Regions from separate parts of the Ovis aries genome. Here region 1 is linked to region 2. Evidence: chromatin contacts called from public Hi-C data. All regions are on one chromosome and are shown on one strand. The core of a region is the stretch at or near the end of the contact, and the rest is flanking DNA. Distances in the headings are between cores, read along the strand shown.

The links. A called contact is a pair of places that touch in the nucleus more often than the background predicts.
Region 1: a Hi-C map of tail adipose tissue shows a contact between it and region 2, with 5 times the contacts expected there. The contact joins the enhancer-like site here to the promoter of IL18R1 in region 2. A contact is called at or near these places in 2 of 16 Hi-C or Micro-C datasets (both in tail adipose tissue).

Annotation. Positions count from the first base shown.
Region 1 is chr3:99,446,006-99,451,551 of ARS-UI_Ramb_v3.0, reverse strand. No RefSeq gene overlaps it. Among named protein-coding and RNA genes, the nearest start is that of IL1RL2, 33 kb to the left of the region's middle. Within about 2 kb of position 2,876, at least 18 of the 54 cell types and tissues checked have an H3K27ac peak or open chromatin away from gene starts, as enhancers often do. A contact at or near this core is called in tail adipose tissue, where this site is marked.
Region 2 is chr3:99,345,653-99,351,480 of ARS-UI_Ramb_v3.0, reverse strand. IL18R1 (interleukin 18 receptor 1) reads left to right here and starts at 3,525. Exons shown (of 11, transcript XM_012173705.4): 1 at 3,525-3,986.

The DNA.
Region 1 (5,546 bases), core at 1,627-4,126, 100 kb before region 2:
CCAAGCCCAGGCAGCTTCTAAGGGATGCTGGTGTTTGTTACAGTCAAACTGAAACCTCACCCTCCTCTTCTTCCTCCTAGAGGAAGGCGGAAGCAGACTGTGAGCCCTGGCTCTTGCCCTCGTGAGTCACCTCTCCCCAGAGGCTCTTTTATTCTTCTTAATTTTAAAAATCAAATCCACAAAATTGAGAAAGCCAGTGCAGTTCATGCCTGTGAGTTGTAAAGGGAAACACAGATTCCGAAACCTGCACATTTGCCAATCTGTTTAGGTAGATTTTTCAGGAATGTGTCTGCTTTTCCGTAAATAATCTGTTGGTTGTGGTCTACCATTGACTCAAACTCTTGAAACAGAGCAGGACCTTATGGTCCTTCCCCCAGCAGGTCCTCTGCCTCCCCTCTGTCCTTGGAAAACTTTAGTCAAAGAATAAGTTTAATCAGAGAAATGAGAAACGCAGAAACAAAGGGAAACAGTCAGAGGAGAGTGAATAATGAGGCAGTCATTAAGCACAGTCAAGGACCTTTAGTTTCTTGTCAAGGGCTATGGATAATATTCTCGGCTGTATCCTGTGAGCTGTCTTATAGATACTAAAACACCAGATGGGAGAAGTTAACTACATGAAGAAAAGATTGTACAGAGGACATAAGCTGCCACAAATCCAAGAACTGGCCTCAGAGAAATGGGAACAAATGGACCCTGGAACTGAAGATTAACTTCACCTAAAACAGTCAAGAAGACACTGGTGAGGCCACCAGTGACAATCTGAAGATGAGTGTCAAGCTGACTCTGCTGTTCTGCATGTATCCCCAACCCCAGCCTATAAAAGTTCTGCGGGGGGAGTTGGCTTTCAGACAGATGTCTGCCCTTAGCCCCAAGTTGCTGGCATCTGAAATAAAGCAAACTTTCCTTTCCACCAACTTGGCCTGTTTATTGGCTTTTGGGCATCGAGCAGTCAGACCCACACCACGCCTTTCAGGAACAGTCTGACAAAACACAAAAATTAGCTTTTTGCTTCTCTGGCAGGATATAAACAAGCTGCTTTAATATGGCACATGGTTGTTTAGTTTTCCCACCTTTCTCGACTGCTTTGGGAAGGTTTGCATTTTAAGCTGTCTTGATCAGAGGCTGTCTTATTAACAACAACTGCCATGCCCCACCTCTGACACTCTGATCTGACTGTTCCGAGGAGCACAGCAGATGTTGGTCTGCAAGGACCTCAGGACTTTACTGAAGGAGAAGGGTGAGCAGGAGAATGGAATCCACAGGGAGACTCATCAGAGGACTGGCCCTCAGGTGGTTTTCTTGTCTTTACCAGGAGGCTGCCCAGCCCCCACCTCCCAGCCCCTGGGAAGAGCAGAAAGCGCATCTTTTCTGAATGCAGGTGCAGAATGGGGCCGTGGGGAACAGGGCTGCACTCGCGTCAGCTGAAACGGTGGCACTAAAATGTTTCAAGGGGCGTCTCCTGCTGTGGTTTGCTCTGTCTCCTCTTCCCTGCCTGCCTCCAGTTTCCTGATGCAGGAGGTGCTGGGGTGGCATTCTTAGACCCACCTGAGCTCTGCCACAGAGGAGAGCTGGATGGGGTGAGAGCCAGCGGTCCCAGTGGACTCAAAGCCTGTGCCTGAAGACTGTGTACCCCTGACCTCCTCTGTCCACAATGAAATACTGTGTTGTTCAGTCACTCAGTTGTGCCTGACTCTGTGACCTCACGGACTGCAGCACACCAGGCTTCCCTGTCCGTCACTATCTCCCAGAGCTTGCTCAATCTCATGACCATTGATTCAGTGATACCATCCAACCATCTCATCCTCTCTCATCCCCTACCTGCCCTCAATCTTTCCCAGCATCAGGGTCTTTTCCAGTGAGTTAGCTCTTTGTATCAGGTGGCCAAAGTACTGAAGCTTCAGCATCAGTCCTTCCAATGAATATTCAGGGTTGGTTTCCTTTAGGATTGACTGATTTGATCTTGCTGTCCAAGGGACTCTCAAGAGTCTTCTCCAGTATCGCAGTTCTAAAGCATCAATTCTTCGGTGCTCAGCCTTCCTTATAATCTAACTCACATCCATACATGACTACTGGAAACACCACAGCTTTGACTATACGGACCTTTGTTGGCAAAGTCACACCTCTGCTTTCTAATACATTGTCAAGGTTTACTATAGCTTTTCTTCCAAGGAGCGAGTGACGTTTAATTTCATGGCTGCAGTCACCATCCACAAGGCTTTTCTGGTGGCTCAGACAGTGAAGAATTTGCCTGCCAATGCAGGAGGTGCGAGTTTGTTCCCTGGGTCAGGGCATGGCAACCCACTGCAGTATTCTTGCCTGGGGAAGCCTATGGACAGAGGAGCCTGGCAAGGCTACCGTTCATGGGGCCACAAAGAGTCAGACCTGACTGAGCAGCTAACACTTTCACTTTTCAACCATTGTCCGCAGAGATTCTGGGGACTAAAAAAAGTAAAATCTGTCCCTGTTTCCACCTTTCCCCCCTATTTGCCATGAAGTTATGGGACTGGATGCCATGATCTTCAGTTTTTGACTGTTGAGTTTTAAGCCAGCCTTTTCACGCTCCCCTTTCACCCCCATCAACAGGCTGTATCAAGTGGTGAGTCTGGCTCCTCTTGGGTTGCATAACTTCTGGGTCAAAGTGCTTTGTTCTTCTGTGACCGCAGGGCGGCGGAAGTCTTCCCTGTAGCCAAGTCTTGAGCCAACAGGACTTCCTGCCTGTGTAACAGGATGACATCAAGAGGGAAAGAAAGTAGCCCCGTGGGTGAAGGATCTTGTGAAAGAGAAAAGCATTTCCTCTCTTGAGACAGGGGGAACCGAGGTTAACGCCCCAGCTTGGAGCCATCAAAGATCTCCCCGCGGCGCTACTGCGCCCTCTGCTGGCGAATCCGAGTGAACGCGCCCCTTGTTTGGGAGCCTGCAGCATCCCGGACTGAGAACGCAGCATCCTTACCCTCGCAGGTGCCCGCGCAGCCTGTCGGGGTCTCCACCTTAAGGCCATTTTGTCTCCTCCTTCTTAGGCTGTGGGAAAGGTTGAGAGAGGGCCATTTTCTAAGCCTGCCACTGAGTTTCTAACCCTCGGGCTTTCAAGCCTGCAGCCCTCTGTCCACGAGTTGTGATGGGGACCAGGAGGCTGCGCTTTCATGCCCACAAGGCAGGGGTCTGAGGTGGTGATTCCTGAAAGATTGCCCCGCCGCATACTGCCTGGGTTCCAACCACACTCCGCACCTACTGAGTTCATCTGCTAAATCTGACTTCTTAGTCCCTCAAGGCAGTATTCTGCTTTAGTTTCTTCCTCTGTAAAAAAAAACAAAAACAAAAAAAAACCAAGTATCAATATTGCAGGACAATCAGCCAGTAAAACTGGTGCCTAGTGAGACCTCAGTGAGCGCTGGCTTTTATCATTCTTACATTGTTGCAGTAATTCATGGGCTTCCCTGGTAGCTCAGCTGGCAATGCATAAGGCGCAGGTTCCATCTCTGGGTCAGAGAGATCCCCTGGAGAGGGCATGGCACCCCACTCCAGTGTTCTTGCCTGGGAAATCCCGTGGACAGAGGAGCCTGGTGGGCTACAGTCTACGGGGTCACAAGAGAGTCGGACACGACTCAGTGACTGAACAACACCAGTGATACTTCATATTATTTTTACTGTGATGTCATTTTTACTATAACTGTTATTTCACAGTTATTAATTTTGTTGCCACACTAATGATAACAGCGATAAGTAACATTTACGGAGCGCTCACAACATTTCAGACATTTTTCTACATGCTCTGTACATAATGGCTCATCATCAGCGCTGCGAGGAGGCACCCTAAGGATTTCCACTTTGCAAGTGAGGAAGGAGCCTTGGTCTGGTGTTAGAGGGGCTTGGGAGGCAGAGAACCTGGGTTCCGGGTGGCTAGTCTCGCTGTTCCATTAGCCCAGTGAGCCATCTCTAGAATCCAGGTAACAGTAATACTTTCTTGATAGAGAGTAGTAAATATTAAGTGCAATATGTGGAAAGGGCTGGAAGTCCTACACACAACTGCTAATCAGTATTACTGTGAATATAGTTTACCCAAGACTAATGTATATAACTGAGTTCAGAGTAGTTCCACCTTATGAAAAACCTGATTTTACATATATAAAAAATAAGCTCATGAATTCAGAGAGTGATTATAACGGGTTGGCCAAGACATTTGTTCGATGTTTTACATAACATCTTACAGGGAAAAACATGAGTGAGCTTTTGACCAACCCAATATTTTTGCTTTTTTAGTGAAAATAGATTATGGGGCTCATTTAGTGAGTGACTCTCAAAGTTTATATGAACCAAATAAAAAAATGTAAAAACATAAAACACTGAAAAAATATAGATATATATTATATTGGATCCAAATAAAGGAAAGGAAGGACGTATTTTCCCCCATAATTGTAAGTAAAATAGAAAAGCATAGAATAAACTGAAAAAAATGTGAGCAAGAATAAGAAAGATAAGGATTGCTATTCTTAATGCCCACTAGAAAAAGGGCCAGAAGATATGAATAGGAAATTCATAAAATAAGGGCAAATGCCTAGAAGAGAAAGTGGGGAACATGGCAAGTCACCTGTCGCTACAAGTTCAGGACGCTTACAATGTGCCAGACTCCTACACTAACCTCTTCAATATAATCTCTCATTTACTACTGTCAGTGACCTTATATTTTCTCCACATTAAAAATGAAGAAGTTAAGGATATAAGAGGTCACCCAGGAGTAAGCAGTTGCAAGAAATGGGCCTAGGGAAATGCATCACTAAGTGTTTAATGATACTGTAGCTTTGCCCTTAAGTGTCTTGATGTGATAATAATAGTATCGTTATGTTTCCAAAAGAGTCCTTGCATTTTGGATGGGATATAACGAAGCATTTATGGATGAAATACTAGGATGTCAGAGATTAGCCTCAAAATAATTCAGCATAGAGAGAGGAGGAACCCTTTAGAGAATGGGTGAAAAAAGATGACTGTGAACGATGTTCATCGGGGCCCATGGTATTATTCTCTCTATTTTTGTATATATGTGAACTTTTCTCCAAAATAAGTTTGAACATTCCAGTAGGTTAAAAGGAGATTTTAAAAAAAACAACTATCTCTCAGACACTTGAGCAAATTTGCCTATGAAAAAAGAAAAAGATTTGTTTTTCTAGCTAAGGGAAAAGGCGTGTGGTTTTCTTTTATTTTCAAAAATATAAAGAGCTTTTCCTTTTCCTGATTATTTGCCCATTGGAAACATTTGTAAAAACATGAAAGTATTAAAAATGTTTACTAATATTTTTGTGTATATATGAATATTTACATAGATCTGATCTCACAATCTGTACCTAATTGTTCCCCAATAACAGACTAATATATCAGCATGCCAGCATATCATGGACATAATTACAATCCAATAAGATAGAACTACATGGTTTTTGTTGAGATATAATTGACATATAACTATACTAGTTTCAGGTTACGACATAATGATTTGATATTTGTATTATTGTGACACGGTCCCCACAATAAGTCTGGTTAACATCCCTCATCACACA
Region 2 (5,828 bases), core at 2,276-4,775:
GAAACTGAAAAACTGGATGTAATAAAAGTTACAAATGTCTGCTGACAATTCTCACCTTACTAGTCTCTTTGGGAGAGGCAGTTCCTTTTCAGAGAGAAGTAAAGTAAGAATTTTTCCAGGTTTACCTATTCATTTTTTAAATCACCAATTGATTAGCAGACATTTAAAATTTTGATTATGCCCAACTTATCCATTCTTTTTACATGGATAGTGTTTTCTGTGTCCTAAAAAAAAATTTTTTTTTTTTTTTTGCTTATCCCAAGGTCATGGAAAATTTGTCTTATGTACTGTTATGAACTGTATATGATTCAAGCTTTTATGTTTAAGTCTATGGTCTATCATAGATTAATATTTGTATGTAGAAATATCCCCCCATAGGGATAACCAGTTACTTCAGCAGCATTTGTAAAAATACTTTTCATTCCCTACTGAACTGACATGGTATCTTGGTTAAATAGCTATAGACTATATATATGTGAAAGTGAAATTTGCTCAGTCATGTCTGACTCTTTGTGACCTCATGGACTATACACGTCCATGGAATTCTCCAGGCCAGAATACTGGAGTGGGTAGCTTTTCCCTTCTCCAGGGGATCTTCCCAACCCAGGGATCAAACCCAGGTCTCCCGCATTGCAGGCAGATTCTTTACCAGCTGGACCACAAGGGAAGACCAGACTATATATGTCTCGATCTGTTCTTTTTATTTTCCACGTGTATGCTCATGCTAATATCACACTACCAAGATTACTATTGCCTTGTTGTAAACCTTCAAGTTGGTTTGATTCCTCTCTTTTCTTTAAGATTGTTCTGCCTTTTTAGATGGTTTACATTTTCATATGATTTTTAGAATGTGTTTCAGTTTTTTTGAAAACTCCTTCTATGACTGAATATACAGACTCTATAAATTCTGTAGTTTGTGGAGAGTAGATATCTTAACAATGAGTCTCCCATTCATAGACATGGTCTAGCCCCCCATTCACTGAGGTATTTCCTGTCTCCTAGCAGTATTTTGTAGATTTCATAGTAGATATCTTGCGTATCTTTGAAAAATAATATCCTTTGGTATTTGATTTTTTTGCTTTGGTAAGTGGTATCTTTCTAGCAAAGTTCATTTTCCAAATTTCCATTTTTAGTATATAGGATTGCAATCTGTTGCACTAATGGTCTGGTAGCAAGTGATGAGAATGAAGACAGAACACGAAATCTGGTGCAATGGGTCAGTGGATCTGCAGCCTCTATTGGACTGAGGTTAAGAGTCCACTCTGAGTCCAGCTTTTATTCCTAATTGCAGACTACAAGATTTTCTCAGATCTTATCTTTCTCAAGACACATGCTGTATTAATAATGTACTCCTAAATGTTATGCACCACACTGACAAAGCCCAGATCTCCTTGTGTTTACCCCAGGCCTTTCCCTTTTGAGCTAGTCTTGGGAGCAATTAGCAAGTGCGTAGGCAGTGTTAGTGCCTGACATTGACTAGCATTCCAAAATCCATGCTTTTACAATCCCAGTCATACTCCCTCTGGGTCTGGCCTTGGGGCTTGTAACAAGGAGATTATTCTTAAGGAAAACATGAAAGATAATCATTAACATAGTTTCTTAATATACGCTATTTTTCCAGGTGCTATTTCTGTGAAATTTCTCAAAGCTGTGAAAGTACATTATTAGAAATTCCCACTACACAATCGATTTCTATATATTCACCTTGTATTTTACGATCTTGATAAATTCATTAATTTTTTTCCAACAGGCTTTTCTTATAGATTTCAAAGGGTGATCAACATAAAATTATGCCCTCTGCTAAAACCAGTAGTTTTATTGCTTCCTTTCCAATCTGTATGCCTTTTATTTTTATTTCTTTACTAATTACAAAATGATTGTCTTAGGTGAGAGCTGACATCTTTATCTTATTCCCCATCTTAGGAAAGTGCCAAGTGTTTCACTATTAGTTTTGTAGTTACACATAGCTTTCTTATAGGTATTCTTCATCAGAGTAAGAATGGTCCCTTCTGTTCCCAATTTTCCTAGTGTTATTAATCAAGAAACAGTATTGAATATCGCCAGTTGCTTTTTGGTTGCATTTTTGAGAAATCCTATGGTTTTTCTCTTTTATTAGATGAATGACTTTGATTGGATAAAAAGAATGAAAATCACTCTCTTTAAACTGTTTACCTGTCTGCCATGGGTTTCATTTCTCATTTTTGTTCGAAAGATATAATCACAGGCCAGTCTAAAAATACATCCTGAGTTCCATCTGCTGATTTTTTTAAAAAATGCCACAATGCGGGAGTTGAGAGTTCAAGTTGTGTTGGGGGCAAATGAGGACTGGACTCCGGAGATAGCATTTCAGATAGTTCTGAGAAACTGCTGTGAGGAAGTGAGGGGAGGAGCTACGATATTTAGGAGTTTTGCAACCAAGGAGGGGTAGTTGGGAACATCAAATGATTACTGTTAATTAAAGAAACCAGATGCTTCAGGTTAAGGAATTTAGCTCTTTTCTATGTGTGGGAAGATGCAAGAGTCTGGGCTCACTGAAATCATTCCTTTGATGTGCATCTCATCTGTCTGGGGGTCATATCCTGTGTGTGCACGTCCTGAAGTGCCTCAAGGTTCACCTTAGGGAGCGGCTACATACTGCTGACACCTGCTGCTGCTGCCAAGTCGCTTCCGTCCTGTCCGACTCTGTGCAACCCCATTGACGGCAGCCCACCAGGCTCCCCCATCCCTGGGATTCTCTAGGCAAGAACACTGGAGTGGGTTGCCATTTCTTTTTCCAATGCATGAAAGTGAAAAGTGAAAGTGAAGTCGCTCAGTCGTGTCTGACTTAGGGACCCCATGGACTGCAGCCCACCAGGCTCCTCCGAATGGCACTCATTTCCTTTCAGAGTGACCTTAGGGCTCACATTGGAGGGCTGAAATAGCGGATGTCTGTGACATCCTTATTTACTGATATGGCAGGAAATGTTCCATTTCTCACACCACACCATAAAAACTTAAACACACCTTCTCCTTTAGCCTCCTTTTCTTCTAACTCTTTTAAAAATTTCAATTTAACACCTCTGTGCTTCTCTTTTACTTCCCAAGAGGGAACGCCCATCCATCAGGCTTAGCAAAAAGCCTTAGGACCCAGCCAGGACCCCAGAGCTTGAAACACCAAGTCCTCCGCACCTTTGGTTAGCCTCGGGGAAGCCGGGCCCTCAGGGTTAGAACTGCTCTTCTACCTCCATGGGGTCGCCTGCCGGCCCAGCCCCTTCCCCTAAAGCGCAAATGCTCTCAGTCCAAAGACAGACTCCGGGGCTCTGATGCCAGCTGCCCGCTGCGCCCAGGGTGCGTAGGAGCTGCCCCGGCGCGCCCCCTCCTGGCCCCGGGGGCCGCTCGCCAGCTTCGGGGACCTAGGCGCGCCGCCCCTCGCCGCAGCCTCCTCGGCCCCCTCGGCTCCCGGCTCCAGCGAGCCGCTCCCCGGAACCCAAGGGCGGGGCGCCCAGCGACTGGAGCCTGTACCCCGAGCGCGGCGAGGAGCGCGCACTCCGCTCCCGGTGCGCCGCGGACCCGGACACCCAGGACCCAGAACGCGCAGAACCTGGAACACCCGGGACTCTAAGCGCCCCCATCCGAGAAGCATCCCCAAACTGGGAGAACCCCGGACCCGGAGGGCCCCCACGGAGAAGCCAGACTCGAAGAATCGTGACCAGAGCAAACCCGGACGGGGAGCGTCCCAGACCCAGGACACGTCCCCCGGCCGCGGAACAGGAGCAGCGAGCACCCCACTCGCAGCTGAGTTCTGCCAGACTCTCTCTGTCTTCATACTTTCCGTTCCTTTTTCTTTTTCTTTTTCTTTTCTTTTTCAGCCTTCTCTTTAATTGCACTTGCGGCTCCTTTCTTCTTTCACGGTGGGAGAAAGGCAGCAAGTATTGTTTCTCGCCTGCCTCCGCCATCTGAACGGTGTGGAGGAAGCCCCCGCCCTAGCCTCGGGACCCCTTCTGACGGTAAGAAAGACCTGTCTTAATCACCTTCACCTTCTTCCACTTTTCCTCTGCTGCCAAGGGGGCGGCCAGCCTCTGGGGCAGCGTTTCTGAAAGATCAGTTAAATATGACGATGTATGAAAGTGTTAGTCGCTCAGTCGTGTCTGACTGTTTGCGACCCTACTGTAGCCCCGCCAGGCTTTTCTGTCCGTGGAATTCTCCAGGCAAGAACAGATAGAACGGAGTCGCCTGTGTGTCTCCTGCATTGCAGGTGGATTCTTTACCGCTGAGCCACCAGAGAACCCCATTATATATGTTATGCATATAATTTTAAATATTAAGCACATGTGCATACTTGCATGAATAATTGGTGATTCACCATCAACTTTCCCTGATAGTATAATTTTAGAGTCTAAAACCGTCCCAATTTTTTTTTTCTAGGAAGGTGAGAATAGGGAAAGGAAGTGAGAGTTTTCATTTATCAAGCAGTTACTTGTGTCTGACACTGTGCAGAAAACGTTTAGATGCCTCGTTTTCGATTCAGCCTCCTACAGGCCAAATGAAGTATGCCTCCTATTCTTTTTTGGGGGCGGGGTGGGTGTAATTGCTTTACGAGGTTGTGTTGGTTTTGCTGTACAATAAAGTGAGTCGGCTGTACGTATACATATACCCCCTCCCTCCTGAGCCTCTCTGCCCCTTCCCCCTCTCGGTCATCACAGACCACTGAGCTGAGCTCCCTGTACTGTGCAGCAGGCTCCCACTAGTTACCTATTTAATACATGATAGTGTGTATATGTCAACCCTAATCTCAATTCGTCCCATCCTCCCTTCCCTCCCTCTGTGTCCACATGCCAGTTCTCTGTGTCTTTGTCTGTAGTCCTGCCTCGGAAACAGGTTCATCAGAACCGTTTTTCAAGATTCCACATATATACGTTAATATATGATACTTGCTTTTCTCTTCCTGACTTACTTCATTCTATATGACAGACTCTAGGCCCATCCACGTCTTGATAAATGACCCTATTGCATTCCTTTTAGTGGCTGAGTACTATTCCATGTAACCCACTCCAGTACTCTTGCTTGGAAAATCCCATGGACGGAGGAGGCTGGTAGGCTACAGCCCATGGGGTTGCAAGTAGTCGGACACGACCAAGTGACTCCACTTTGCTTCAGTATTCTGTGTAGCACCACATCTTTATCCATTCATCCGTCACTGGACGGGTTTAGGTTGTTTCCACATCCTGGCTATTGTCAACAGTGGTGAAGCATGCTTCTTAAAAGGAGGGGGCCCTAGGTTCGGTAGTTTACCCAAGGGCATCCAGCTACTAAGTAACAGATTCCCAGATTCACTCCTACATTTTCCTAATTTCAAAACCTTTGCCTTGATCTGAGGTGCCTCCCAGGGTTTTAGAGCCCCAGCGGCTGTACAGTTCAGTTCAGTCACTCAGTTGTGTCTGACTCTTTGCGACCCCATGAATTGCAGCATGCCAGGCCTCCCTGTCCATCACCAACTCCCGGAGTTCACTCAGACTCACGTCCATTGAGTCAGTGATGCCATCCAGCCATCTCATCCTCTGTCGTCCCCTTTTCCTCCTGCCCCCAATCCCTCCCAGCATCAAAGTCTTTTCCAATCAGTCAGCTCTTCGCATGAGGTGGCCAAAGTACTGGAGTTTCAGCTTTAGCATCATTCCTTCCAAAGAAATCCCAGGGTTGATCTCCTTCAGAATGGACTGGTTGGATCTCCTTGCAGTCCAAGGGACTCTCAAGAGTCTTCTCCAACACCACAGTTCAAAAGCATCAATTCTTCGGTGCTCAGCCTTCTTCACAGTCCAACTCTCACATCCATACATGACCACTGGAAAAAC